Regions from separate parts of the Mus musculus genome. Here all the other regions are linked to region 4. Evidence: chromatin contacts called from public HiChIP or PLAC-seq, Micro-C and promoter capture Hi-C data. All regions are on one chromosome and are shown on one strand. The core of a region is the stretch at or near the end of the contact, and the rest is flanking DNA. Distances in the headings are between cores, read along the strand shown.

The links. Hi-C and Micro-C count contacts between places; a contact is called where the count stands out from the background. HiChIP or PLAC-seq counts read pairs in DNA pulled down with a chosen protein or histone mark. Capture Hi-C pulls out chosen DNA fragments and counts their contacts.
Region 1: an H3K27ac HiChIP or PLAC-seq map of extraembryonic endoderm stem cells shows a contact between it and region 4, with 8 times the contacts expected there. The contact joins the enhancer-like site here to the promoter of Map6 in region 4. A contact is called at or near these places in 6 of 39 promoter capture datasets (the SN4741 cell line, embryonic stem cells, hematopoietic stem and progenitor cells and 2 more), 3 of 115 datasets of contacts at active chromatin or transcription factors (embryonic stem cells and extraembryonic endoderm stem cells) and 1 of 9 other capture datasets (liver).
Region 2: a contact with region 4 is called in a promoter capture Hi-C map of pancreatic islet. The contact joins the promoter of Slco2b1 here to the promoter of Map6 in region 4. A contact is called at or near these places in 1 of 39 promoter capture datasets (hematopoietic stem and progenitor cells) and 2 of 9 other capture datasets (adipose tissue and pancreatic islet).
Region 3: a contact with region 4 is called in a Micro-C map of embryonic stem cells, with 2.2 times the contacts expected there. The contact joins the promoter of Tpbgl here to the promoter of Map6 in region 4. A contact is called at or near these places in 2 of 484 Hi-C or Micro-C datasets (both in embryonic stem cells).

The regions. Positions count from the first base shown.
Region 1 is chr7:98,854,949-98,857,648 of GRCm38.p6, reverse strand. No RefSeq gene overlaps it. Among named protein-coding and RNA genes, the nearest start is that of Wnt11, 17 kb to the right of the region's middle. Within about 2 kb of position 1,303, at least 37 of the 459 cell types and tissues checked have an H3K27ac peak or open chromatin away from gene starts, as enhancers often do. A contact at or near this core is called in extraembryonic endoderm stem cells and trophoblast stem cells, where this site is marked.
Region 2 is chr7:99,705,417-99,708,116 of GRCm38.p6, reverse strand. Slco2b1 (solute carrier organic anion transporter family, member 2b1) reads left to right here and starts at 1,275. Exons shown (of 14, transcript NM_001252530.1): 1 at 1,275-1,606. The coding sequence starts at 1,591. Gm34280 (a long non-coding RNA gene) reads right to left here. Exons shown (of 5, transcript XR_003946841.1): 4 at 2,379-2,500.
Region 3 is chr7:99,625,787-99,628,486 of GRCm38.p6, reverse strand. Tpbgl (trophoblast glycoprotein-like) reads left to right here and starts at 1,384. Exons shown (of 1, transcript NM_001195529.1): 1 at 1,384-2,700. The coding sequence starts at 1,839.
Region 4 is chr7:99,266,113-99,268,812 of GRCm38.p6, reverse strand. It overlaps Map6 (microtubule-associated protein 6), which reads right to left and starts at 1,366. Exons shown (of 3, transcript NM_001048167.1): 1 at 1-1,366. The coding sequence starts at 791. It overlaps Gm26705 (predicted gene, 26705), which reads left to right and starts at 1,595. Exons shown (of 4, transcript NR_103487.1): 1 at 1,595-1,668; 2 at 2,342-2,406.

The DNA.
Region 1 (2,700 bases), core at 54-2,553, 410 kb after region 4:
GAAGTCGGAGCCAGACAGCCTGGTGTTTGAATCTTGACTCTGCCACTGATAGACCATGACCTTAAGCCACATTTTTTTTCCTTTTATGAGCCTGCTTCCTCATTAATAAAACAGGGATGGTGGGCCCTATGCCATGGGATAATTATGGAAGACAGGGGCTGCAGAAACCCAGAGAGGGCCAGAGGTTGCCTGGAGAGAGAGCTTACAAGAGAGTAAGCAAGATGCTGGGTGATGCCAGACCTCTTTGAACACCATCTGGCCTCTCTTGAGCCTGGACTTCTGTCTGGGGCCTGGTCTATGTTCCCTGGGCTGTGGCAGAACACAGCAGAGATGTTTGAGGCTGGGCTGGGCCCCACATGGTGGCTCCCTTGGCCTGAGCCACCTCTCCACAGGGCCTTATCTGTCCATTCTCTCCTTTCCCACAAACTAATCTTTCTTTCTCTTGGAAAGTTCCTGTTTCCTCCCCGCCGTCTTGTCTGTCTCCGGAGACTCCAGCCAGCCTCCCACTCAGGTCTAAGCTGTTCAGCACAGGGGGCTCAGAGTCTAGCATGGCCACCCCTGGCTCAGGATGGTACAGATGGGAAACCTGCAGTGGCCGACGCTCTGAACCCAAGTCCTCTGGACTGTCCAGCATATGATGGAACGTTTTATGCCGAAACTCCCAGGTGCAGAGATTCTGACTCTAAATCTCTGAACACAGTAAATTCCTGGGCTGCCGGAGCTCCCAGGAGCCTGTGACTTACAACGAAGCCTTGTCCCCTGATGAGTAGACCCAGCAGGGTTCAACCTGAAGCTTGGGGTAAGATGCTGTCCAGGGTCTAGGGATTCCCCCCCTCTTGGTTGCCTAGCACCTCGTTAGCCAGGAGGTTCAGGGCTTCTTCACAGGTCTAGGGACTAGTCAGTGGCAGGCACACAGACCCCCTGAGTCAGGAGCCTCTCCTGCCCTGAGCCAAGTCTCCCTCCCATCTAGGAAACGCAGCAATAGGGCATGCCTGAGCTCTGAGCCCCACTCTGTTGAGAGCTGGCTATGATTTGGGGCAAGTCAGGTGTCATTTGAGAACCCAAGATTTCACCTGTCAGAGAGTGACTGCTCACATATGGGGACACTGCTGTGAGGATGACCTGGGATAGGGGGACTGGAACACAGCAGGGACATGTGAACAGTTCCTTTATAATAATATAGCTACTCTGCACCATTGCGGTGTGCCTTCAATTCTGAGGAGTGCTTTGTGCTCAGCTCCAGAGCCCCATTGTGTTCACAGACTAGTCTCAGCCCAGGGTGACTCAGAGAGCTGGGGGGGGGGGGGGGCAGGTCGGGATACAATGCAGGCTCGGAAACACTCTGGCCCAGCAGGGCATTAGAGAGAGATACCAGAGACTGCAGGAACCCTGGAGAGGCCAGGCTAGGCTAGGAGTGGTCACAAAAGGCTCACTGGAAAAGGGAGCTGTCTACCTGGGCCTTGGAGGAGAGCTTTGACTGACTTAGGGGAGGGGCTTGCTATGGTTGCTTGAAAGGTTCAAGGGCTGTGAGGAGCCAGAGGAGGGAGGCATGCAAAGGGGCATTCTAAGAGTGACAATACCAGCCTGGTCTACAGAGTGAGTTCCAGGACAGTTAGGACTACACAGGAAAACCCTGTCTCAAAAAAAAAAAAAAAAAAAAAAGGAGGGAGGGGGGAGAGTGATAATTCTGGGCCTCTGAAAGAATCAGCAGATGCCCACAGTAGGCATGTTGCCACAGTAGGCATGTAAACAGTGGGCATCATAGCTGAGGGGTGCTGAGCTACAGAAATTGCAGCAGAAAGCTAGTCTATGGCGAGAGGTGGACTCAAGTGCTGAGGGGACCGGGGCCAAGGAGAAGACACATCAGGGCAGACTAATAAAGACACTGGTCACCCTGGCAGGGTCCCTCTCTATCCCCAGCCTCTTTCAGCAATGGCCATCAGATGACCCCTCCCATCAGGGACTTCCTCATCTGGAAAACAGACTCAAAGGAGACCTGAAGACTTATCTTGAGGTTCTTTCCAGCCGCTGTTTCTGAGACTCTGCCACCCCCACATCACAAGCCTGCAGGCAGAGCTTGGAGGAGAGCCACAAAACCCAGCTATCTCCCAACCTACGACCTGCCTGGCTTCTGACAAATCTTCCATTCCATCCTCCCTGACCCACCAGTAGCCCCTCCCCACCCCTTCCTCTCCATGAAACCCTGCCCAGGTCCTGGGGCCTTGCTCAGCAGGGCTTCAGTGGGGAAGGTCTCCCTTTCTAGCTGCCTCTGAGGGAGCCTATCTGTTAGCTTCGAAGTGTGGAAGCCACACACAGAAACTGTTTGGAACATTCTTTTGCATCCTTGTTTTGGGTGGTCCCCCAAAATACCAGCAGCACAAAACACAGGTTCTTAGCAATTTTTCTGTCTTGGGGTGGGGGAGGGACTTACATGGGCCAGGCCTGTTCTTTGTAGCAACCATTTTCAAGAGTTAACTTTATTTTCCTGCTATTTGCCTGCTGGATGTTGTTGGGTTGGGCAAGTTCAGGAAACCTAAAGAAGTTTGCTGGCTGGCTGGATGCAAAGCTGTTGTCATGAAGAACATTGATGACGGCGCCTCTCAGATAATCCTTACAACTCTGCTCAGGTGGCTGGAATTGACCACTATCCCCAAGAGGACAAAACCGCCATGAGCAAAAAGAAAATTGTCAAGAGGTCAA
Region 2 (2,700 bases), core at 26-2,525, 440 kb before region 4:
AAAAAGCCTCAGTTCCTGAGGCTAAGTCAGTGATAAGAGAGTTTCTAAGGGACCCTCCTTCTTGCAGCTCTGTACCAGTGATTTGATATCTTGAAGGTTCTCTGTCTTCCAGTCTCTAGGAAAACTCGCTGCTGACTTTGGACTGAAGGGTGAGAGCCCAGATCTACTCTGGCTTCCCAATTAGGACAGAGTCTTCTTTCTGTCAGTCCGTCACAATTGCTGGCCTTCATCCACGGTCACGTGCTCATATTGCTGGTCCTTCAATGACACCTTCACTCAGAAAGCGTTGGGCATCTGGCTGAGTGCCTAAGCTCCAGCCAGATCTGTATCTCAGATGTCCCAGCTTTCTATGGCCAAGTGGGCTAAAGGAAGCTCTCTATCATTCCGAGGAAGCTAGACTCTCAACTCACATCCCCACTCTATGCACAGGTCTCCTTTTGGAGATGGAGTTGTGCTCATTTCTGTATCAAATTGGGGCCAACTCTTCCCTGAGAAGAGAGCCTGGGTTGAAGGGCATGCCTGGTTCTAGCATGATGGGTGGGGGTGGGGAGCAGCAAGACATGTTTTCCCAGCAAGTGGGGTGCTCTGTGGCATGTGACTCAGACTGTGAAATGGAGGAATCCAAGGCTGTTGGATGAATGGGCCCTAGGGAGCCTCCCCAGCCCAGTGAAGGCCCTGCCTCTTGCCCCTCCCTCCAGTTCAGCCTCTGGCCTCCAGGCTTGGCTTCTCTATTTATTGTCGCACTCTTCACACCACAAGAACTCCTGTGATGCCTGTCCCTTGGCTAGGGCCAGCACTGGGATGGGATCATTCTTCCAGCCATCTAGAAGACCTTTGTCCAGACATCTCTTAAGAATTTCACGTTTACTGTTTTGTCTTGCTTCCTTTCCCCCTCCCTTCCTTCCCCTTTCATCTAGGTGGCGCAGATGGCAAGGGCAGATATTAGTGAGAGATGAGGGAGACAGGGCAGAGGCTCAGAGGGAAGCAAAGGCTTGCTTCAGAGCTCATAGAGGGTTGGGAAGACAGCAGCCCCACAGGAAAAGCAGCTCAGGCGGTGACTAGGATTGCAGCAAAGAGACTGAACATTCTGGAATGTTTGTCTCTAGAATGGTCCTGAACTTAAGAGCCATAAACAGCTTCTCACTCTGGCCTCTGCTGCTCCCACAGGAAATAACCATAAGCCTCAGGGAGGGACCAGCCTCCTCACTGCATGGGGGCTGGACCTAAACAAACCCGCCTCCTTTGCAACTCCTGGTCCTGGGCTGTCCCAACCAGAGATCAGAGGAATTCATGGAACCAAAGAAACAGACACTGCAAGGGTTGGGGGGTCTAAAGCTAGATAAAGGAGCAAGTTCCCAGAAGAGCTCTCAGGGAGGGGTCAGTTTGAGCAGGGCTTCTACCACACCTGACCTGGAGGCAGCTGCTGTCTAGTGTGGCCAAATAAATATAGCCTAGTGAGGGACAGTCCTACCTTGATGGTCCCTGCTGCTCTCTCAGGAGCTGTCTCCCGTTGTCCACTGGCAGGCTCACTTCCTCTCTGCTAAGCTCCAGGTTGGACTGGGGGCCACAATTCTCTGCATTTCCCCAGCCATGGGGCCCAGAATAGGTAAGTCTGGGGGACGGAACGGAAGGAATTGGGAGGGAGCCTGGAGGCTTCTCCAGCCACAGGAAAGGGGGGAGACTATATATAGTGCCTCTGTGGTGTGCTGAGGAGACAGAGGCTTAGTTCTGCACAGAACAAGCCCCTCTCCCCTGGTCTGTGGACCTCAGAGAGGGTATATGAGTGAATGAGAGGGGCAGGAAGGGAAGCCAGTTTACTGGGCTGGAGACAGGGAGCCAAGCCAAGCCACTCTGCTGAGCTAGAGACCCAAGACCTTAGAAAGGCCAGCCTACCCAGCCTCATTAAGCTAATCCCCAACACTCATCACCCCCACACCGGTGTGAGGGAGGCAACGTAGAGATGGATGGACAAAGTAGAGGACCACAGAGAAGAAGCAGAGAGAGACACACACAGAGAGAGAGAGAGAGAGAGAGAGAGAGAGACAGAGACAGAGACAGAGACAGAGACAGAGAGACAGAGAGAGAGAGAAAGAGACAGAGAGACAGAGAGAATGTGCAAACAGACACAGGAACCAACAGGTGTCAGCAGGACAGAGGGGCAGACTAGGAGCAGGACAGAGGAACAGACACAACATGGCTCTGAAGGAAAGTCACAGCAAGGACCTGGAGGGTGAGAGGGGAGTGTCAGTGTGAGCCAGAAAGACAGAAAACCACCAACCCACAGGGACAAATGCTCAAAGGGACTGACAGACAGATTTCAGACACAATCCACAGGATCCACACAGAGAGGGCACTCTGAGAGGCCTGCTGACACTTACCTGGAGTGGGTAATGGTGGGGTCTGAGGAGGCTAGAGGGGAAGTGTCTGGAAACTTCCTGAGGCCAAGTGTGGAGTGGTGAGAGGAAAGCACAGAGTGGCCAGGTCAGAGTGACAGACCCACCTGTGACAATGGTGGAACAGAAGGTCTTTACACAGGGAGTCCGGGCTGGATGCCCTACAGTAACCCTTGGCCTCCCTGCCACTGCCTGTCTGCTGCAGTGATGGCTTCACACCCACCCAAGCAAGGCCAGGCTTGCCTCCAGGCCAAACAGACTCAGCAGTGTAACAGACACAGTTTGGGGACCCTGGGACACCAGGAAG
Region 3 (2,700 bases), core at 135-2,634, 360 kb before region 4:
TATGTGAGACACATTTGTTTGGAACTGCTGTGTGCAAGCCTCCCGTGCACATGCATGCACATCCAAGTAAGAATAAATTTGATAGACCACACATGGGCATGTGTAAGTCTGTTTGTGTAAAGTTTGCCTTTTTGTGTAGAGGCACACGTGTGTAAACTCAGGTGGCCATGTATACAGACATGTCCAGCTCTAAAAGCTACTACTGTCATCTGCTAGCATCTGGAGGTTATCATGGAGACAGGACTAGGTCAATATGAGCTGAGGGAGTCCAGCAAGATCACCAGCCTGGTCCTTAGTGTTGGTATTTGCCTGAGACCCAGGGAATGCAGGATATGCCTCAGAAAGTGGTTTCAATTTGCTGGTCGATCTTCTAAATGCAACTTCAGGGAAGAAACCAACCAGTAGTCTTCAGTTCAGGAGAAAGAGACTGACTGATGCTTATGGGGAGGAGGGGAGCCTCTATCCCAACCAGCTCTGCCAAGTAAGATACTCGAATGGCCTGCAGATCAAATGTCAGCTTCTCCAACCTGAATAATTCATGCCAAGACCAGGAATGCTCCCTCCTCTGGAGTCTGTCTCTTTAAATCAGGTCTTGAGCTTCTCAATTCTGGAGGAAAAAAAAAGTAAATAAGTAAAACCCAGAAAGAAAGAAAAACAAAACAAAACAAAACAAGCCTATTAACAGCTCAGCCCCCACCTCAGCCCTGGATTTTACCACACCCCCACCCTCCACTACAAAATCAGTTCCTGATTTTCCTGCTCCTAGAGCCCTCTCCCCAACCGGCACACCACTCAATATTGACTGGTAGGGCAATTTGGAGGGGAAGGGGCACAGTATCCTGGCAGTACTCAGTGCTGGGGCGGGGTGGGCAAGCAAAGAGCTGAATCACTCCACCCACCGCTCCCTGAGCCTAGGAGGGGCCCAGCCTGAAAGGTGGAACCAATGGGAGTGGTCTTGGCAGAGGCAGAGCAGCCTGAATTAGGGCGCGGGAGATGTGGGGACAGAGGGTGTTTTAGAACATAGAAGAGGGTCGATAAAAGACTGGACACACAGGACCTGCAGAGTTTTAGACACAGCCTAAGGGAACTGGGTTCGCAAAGGAGACATCCAAGGCTAGGGATTTTCCAGGCTCGCTCCCTTAGCACAGCTCCTTTCCTTGACTACAAGAAGAGTAACTTTGTCAGCCCACCCCTCAGCCCTGCCTCCTTTTCTAGGGACAGCTCTAAACTCTCCCACCTTCTCTGGGTGCACAGATCCACCTGCCAGGTCAGCCCTGAGGGCCCCGCCCCACGTGTGCTTCGGAGGGAGGAGGAAAGAAGCTGCCTAAACGAAGGGGGTGGGGAAAGAAGCAAGTCAGAGCTTGGGGAGCCAAACTTCTCAGCAGCTCGTGAACTAGAGAGCAGGGGAGCAAGAGAGCGCAGCGGCCCTAAGCCTGCATCTCCGGAGCCTCCCACCCCGCCTCCCTTGCGAGGAGGTGCGGAGACTCCGCTGGGGGCGGAGGAGGCGGCCAGGAGGCGGGGAGGGGGAGGCAAACCCTGCCCACTCGGCTCGGAGCCCGGAACAGCCGCGGAAGTCGGAGGCCGGAGCGCAGGGCGACGAGGGCAGCGAGGGCGGGGGGCTCCGCTCCCCGCCTGACCCCTGTAGCCCCCAGCCATCAAAGTGAAGGCTCCTCGGACTTTACAAGCTGGAGGACGGACCGGTCGGAACTGTCAGCTGCTCCGGGTCAAGGTCTAGCCCACAGCCACCTTCCCGTGCCACCCCCATCCCATCATCTCCAAACGCTCCCAATTCACTGGTGAGCGCTGCGGGCCGGGGGCTGGATGCGGGGACGGCCGCGATGGCCCCGCGCGCGGGACAGCGGGGGCTCTGGAGCCCGCTGCCAGGGCTGCTGCTCTTGGCGGCGGCGCTGAGCCGGCCCGCCGCGCCCTGTCCCTTCCAGTGTTACTGCTTCGGCAGCCCCCGGTTAATGTTGCGCTGCGCGTCGGGCGCGGAGCTCCGGCAGCCGCCCCGGGACGTGCCACCCGACGCGCGCAACCTCACCATCGTGGGCGCCAACCTGACCGTGCTGCGCGCCGCAGCCTTCGCGGGAGGGGGCGAGGGGGCGACGGACGGCGTGCGCCTACCGCTCCTTACCGCGCTGCGCCTCACACACAACAACATCGAGGTAGTAGAGGACGGTGCCTTCGACGGGTTGCCCAGCCTGGCGGCACTCGACCTAAGCCACAACCCGCTACGCGCCCTGGGCTACCGCGCCTTTCGCGGGCTGCCTGCGCTGCGCTCACTACAGCTCAATCACGCGCTGGCTCGAGGCAGCCCCGGGATGCTGGATGCACTGGACGCCGCTCTGGCCCCCCTGGCCGAGCTTCGCCTGCTGGGCTTGGTAGGCAACGCGCTGAGCCGCCTGCCACTCGCCGCGCTGCGCCTGCCCCGCCTGGAGCAGCTGGATGCGCGTGTCAACGCGCTGGCCGGCCTGGGCCCGGACGAGCTGAGCGCGCTTGAGCGCGATGGCGACCTGCCCCAGCCGCGCCTGCTGCTGGCGGACAACCCACTGAGCTGTGGGTGCACCTCGCGCCCCCTGCTGGCCTGGCTGCACAACGCCACCGAGCGCGTACCCGACGCGCGCCGCCTGCGCTGCGCTTCCCCGCGCGTACTGTTGGACCGGCCTCTGATAGACCTGGACGAGGCGCGACTAGGTTGCT
Region 4 (2,700 bases), core at 117-2,616:
TGGGTCTGGGATTGGGCTGGGGGCAGAGGCTTCTCTTCGTGCCCTTCGTTGCGAGTCACCATCCATGCTGGCCCTGCCTTCCTACGTGTGTCGCGCTGGTCTACACCGGACGCCTTTCCTGCCGCCAGCACCCCGGCTCCTCCAGCACCCTCCGGGTCCCGGGCATCAGCAGAAAGTTGCATGGGCCCGCGCTCTTGGCTCTGAGGCCGACGCTTGGGCACCCCGAGAACAGGTTGGGAAGGCTGCGAAGTCGCAGGGATTTGCACCGGCTTGGGGATCCAGGGATGGTCCCCGCGCCGGGGCAGCGGCCAGGCGCGGAAGTCCTTCTGGTACTGGGTCTCGCGCTCGAAGGGCGCGTCGGACGGCTGGTACTCGCTGCGCGGCCGGCAGCTTGGCTCGGGCCGCTGCACTTTCCAGGCGCGGTAGTCCTGTCGCATCACCGAGTCCGCGGGGCCTGAGCCGGAAGTGGAGGCTGAGGCCGCGCCCAAGCCCAGCCCGCTCCGGCCGGGGGCGGCTACAGTCTCGCGGTCGACGCTGGGCCCGGGCGCAGGCCCTGTTGCCCGGGCAACTGCATCCGACTCTCCCTGGGCTGGCTGCGTCTCTATGGCGACAGCACGCGAGGGGGGCGCTAACGCGGGCTGCAGCGGAGCTGGCGGCTGCGGAGGGGCGCCTGGGTGTTCGGTGGCCTCCGAGTACTTGGTGAAAACCAGCGGCACCGCAATGTCCGCCTTGTCCAGCTGGTTCCAGAAGCGGGCGATGCAGCAGGCCCTTGTGATGCACGGCCACGCCATGTTAGCCACAAAGCCTTTTTGTGGTCCTAAATCAAATCTCCAATCTCCCTTTAACCCCAACCCAGACCCGCCAATGTGGTTCCCACCGCTTCCTTCCCTTAGAAGCCCTTTGCCTCGTCCTCCACCCTCAAAGAGCACCCGGGGACAAGGTACCGCTGAGATAAAGTCCGTAAAGTCCCTCGATTGCCGGCTGCAAACGCCTGCTGCAGAGGAGCTGCTGTGGGCAGTGAAGAATAGGAGCGAGGCTCAGCGTCCCAGAGTCCAGGCCTAGGGCGTCTGGGCGCGCCCTCTCTGCGACTGCGGTGTCTAGCAGACCCCGGCAGAGCAAGGAGATGCTTGGCAAAGAGGCTGTGGGCTTAAGCCATGGCGCAGGGAAGGATCCGCAAGCAGGCTTTTATCTCCTTTCCGTCTGGTTCAGCCGGCCGCCTAGCGAGGCTTGGCAGCGGTCACCTCCAACCCAGACAGAGCAGAGAGCAAAACGGCCTCTATCTATACCCCCGGTGATGCCGCAGCCGCTGCCGCTGTCGTCTTCTGCTGCAGAGAGGCGGCCCCACCCTTTTTTGCGGCTCAGCAAGGGAGGTGGGGTGATCAAGAAAAGATGCTGAGAGTATGCGCGCTGCAGAAAAAAAAAAAAAAATCACCTGCTGTCGTCAGGGCGCGCAGCTGAGAGGTTGCCCTCTCCCTGTCCCCTCCTCCCTTCTCTCTGGCAGCTCCTCCCTTCTCTGTTCCCAGGCAACAGCAGAACTGGGTCCTTGATAGGTTCAAGTCCCAAGCTCCTGAGGACTTGCTGTCCTTGAGTTGCCAGCTTCATGTCCTAGAACCGAGTCTCCTCTCTTTCGTAAAATCGCCCCAACCAATGAATACTAATTTTTTAAGTGTAAGACCGCCCCGCCTCCATGAAATGTCTGTTTCAGACTAGATGCTTTGGCTTCTTTTAAAAATCTTTTTTACTTTTTTTTTTTTTTTTTTGGTTTTTGGCTTTTGTTTTTTCGAGACAGGGTTTCTCTCTGTAGTCTTGGCTGTCCTGGAACTCAGTCTGTAGACCAGGCTGGCCTTGAACTCAGAAAAGCCGCCTGCCTTTGCCTCCCAAGTGCTGGGATTAAAGGCGTGCGCCACCTTTTAATTATGTGCTTTTGTCTGTGTGTGGGTATATGCACATGGGCTCTGGTGCCTGCTGAGGCCAGAGGGTCAGAAGTAGATTTCCCTGGTGCTGTGCAGGCGACTATGAGCTCCCACCCCACCCCCATGTGAATGCTGGGACCCGGACTTGGGTCCTCTGGAACACCAATACAAGTTTTTAACCACTCAGCCCCTGAATAGATACTTTAAAAGGGAGAGCTGCAGTTAATTGGTCAGCTATCAGGCTGTACTTATGCTCCGTGTTGCTGGTTCTTGACCTAAGCCTATGTGTACAGGGCTTCCCCAGTTGTATGAGATTGGGAGAGGCCGGCCTGGGAGAGGCCGGCCTAGCCATACTCTGGCTGTTCCTTCTTTAAGCAACTGGGAAGCAGTGAGTCTACTCTCCCAGGATAAAATTGGTTCTTCTCCAGCCCAGATGCTGCACTGGGGGAAAGGGAGAAAAAGGAAGATTCTGGAAAGAGACCCAAGGGAGGAGGTAAGCGGCTGGATGAGAGACAGTTCCCTAGGAAAAGGGAGACCTCTTTGAGGGGATTCTCGGTTGTGTTTCTGCCTTCTTTTCTACTTTGGGGTTGAACAGATTTTGGAATCTAATGGACCTGCTTTGGCTCTGATACTCTCTTTGTGACTTGGGTTGTCTCTGGGCTGCAGTCCCCTGGGTCGGGGCGGGGGGTGGGGGGGTGGGGGGGGAGGGGTAGTAGAGCTAATAAATGCCTCGGGGTGGTTTCATGAGGAAAGTTAAGCACCCAGAGCAGAAGCCTGGAGTCCATAC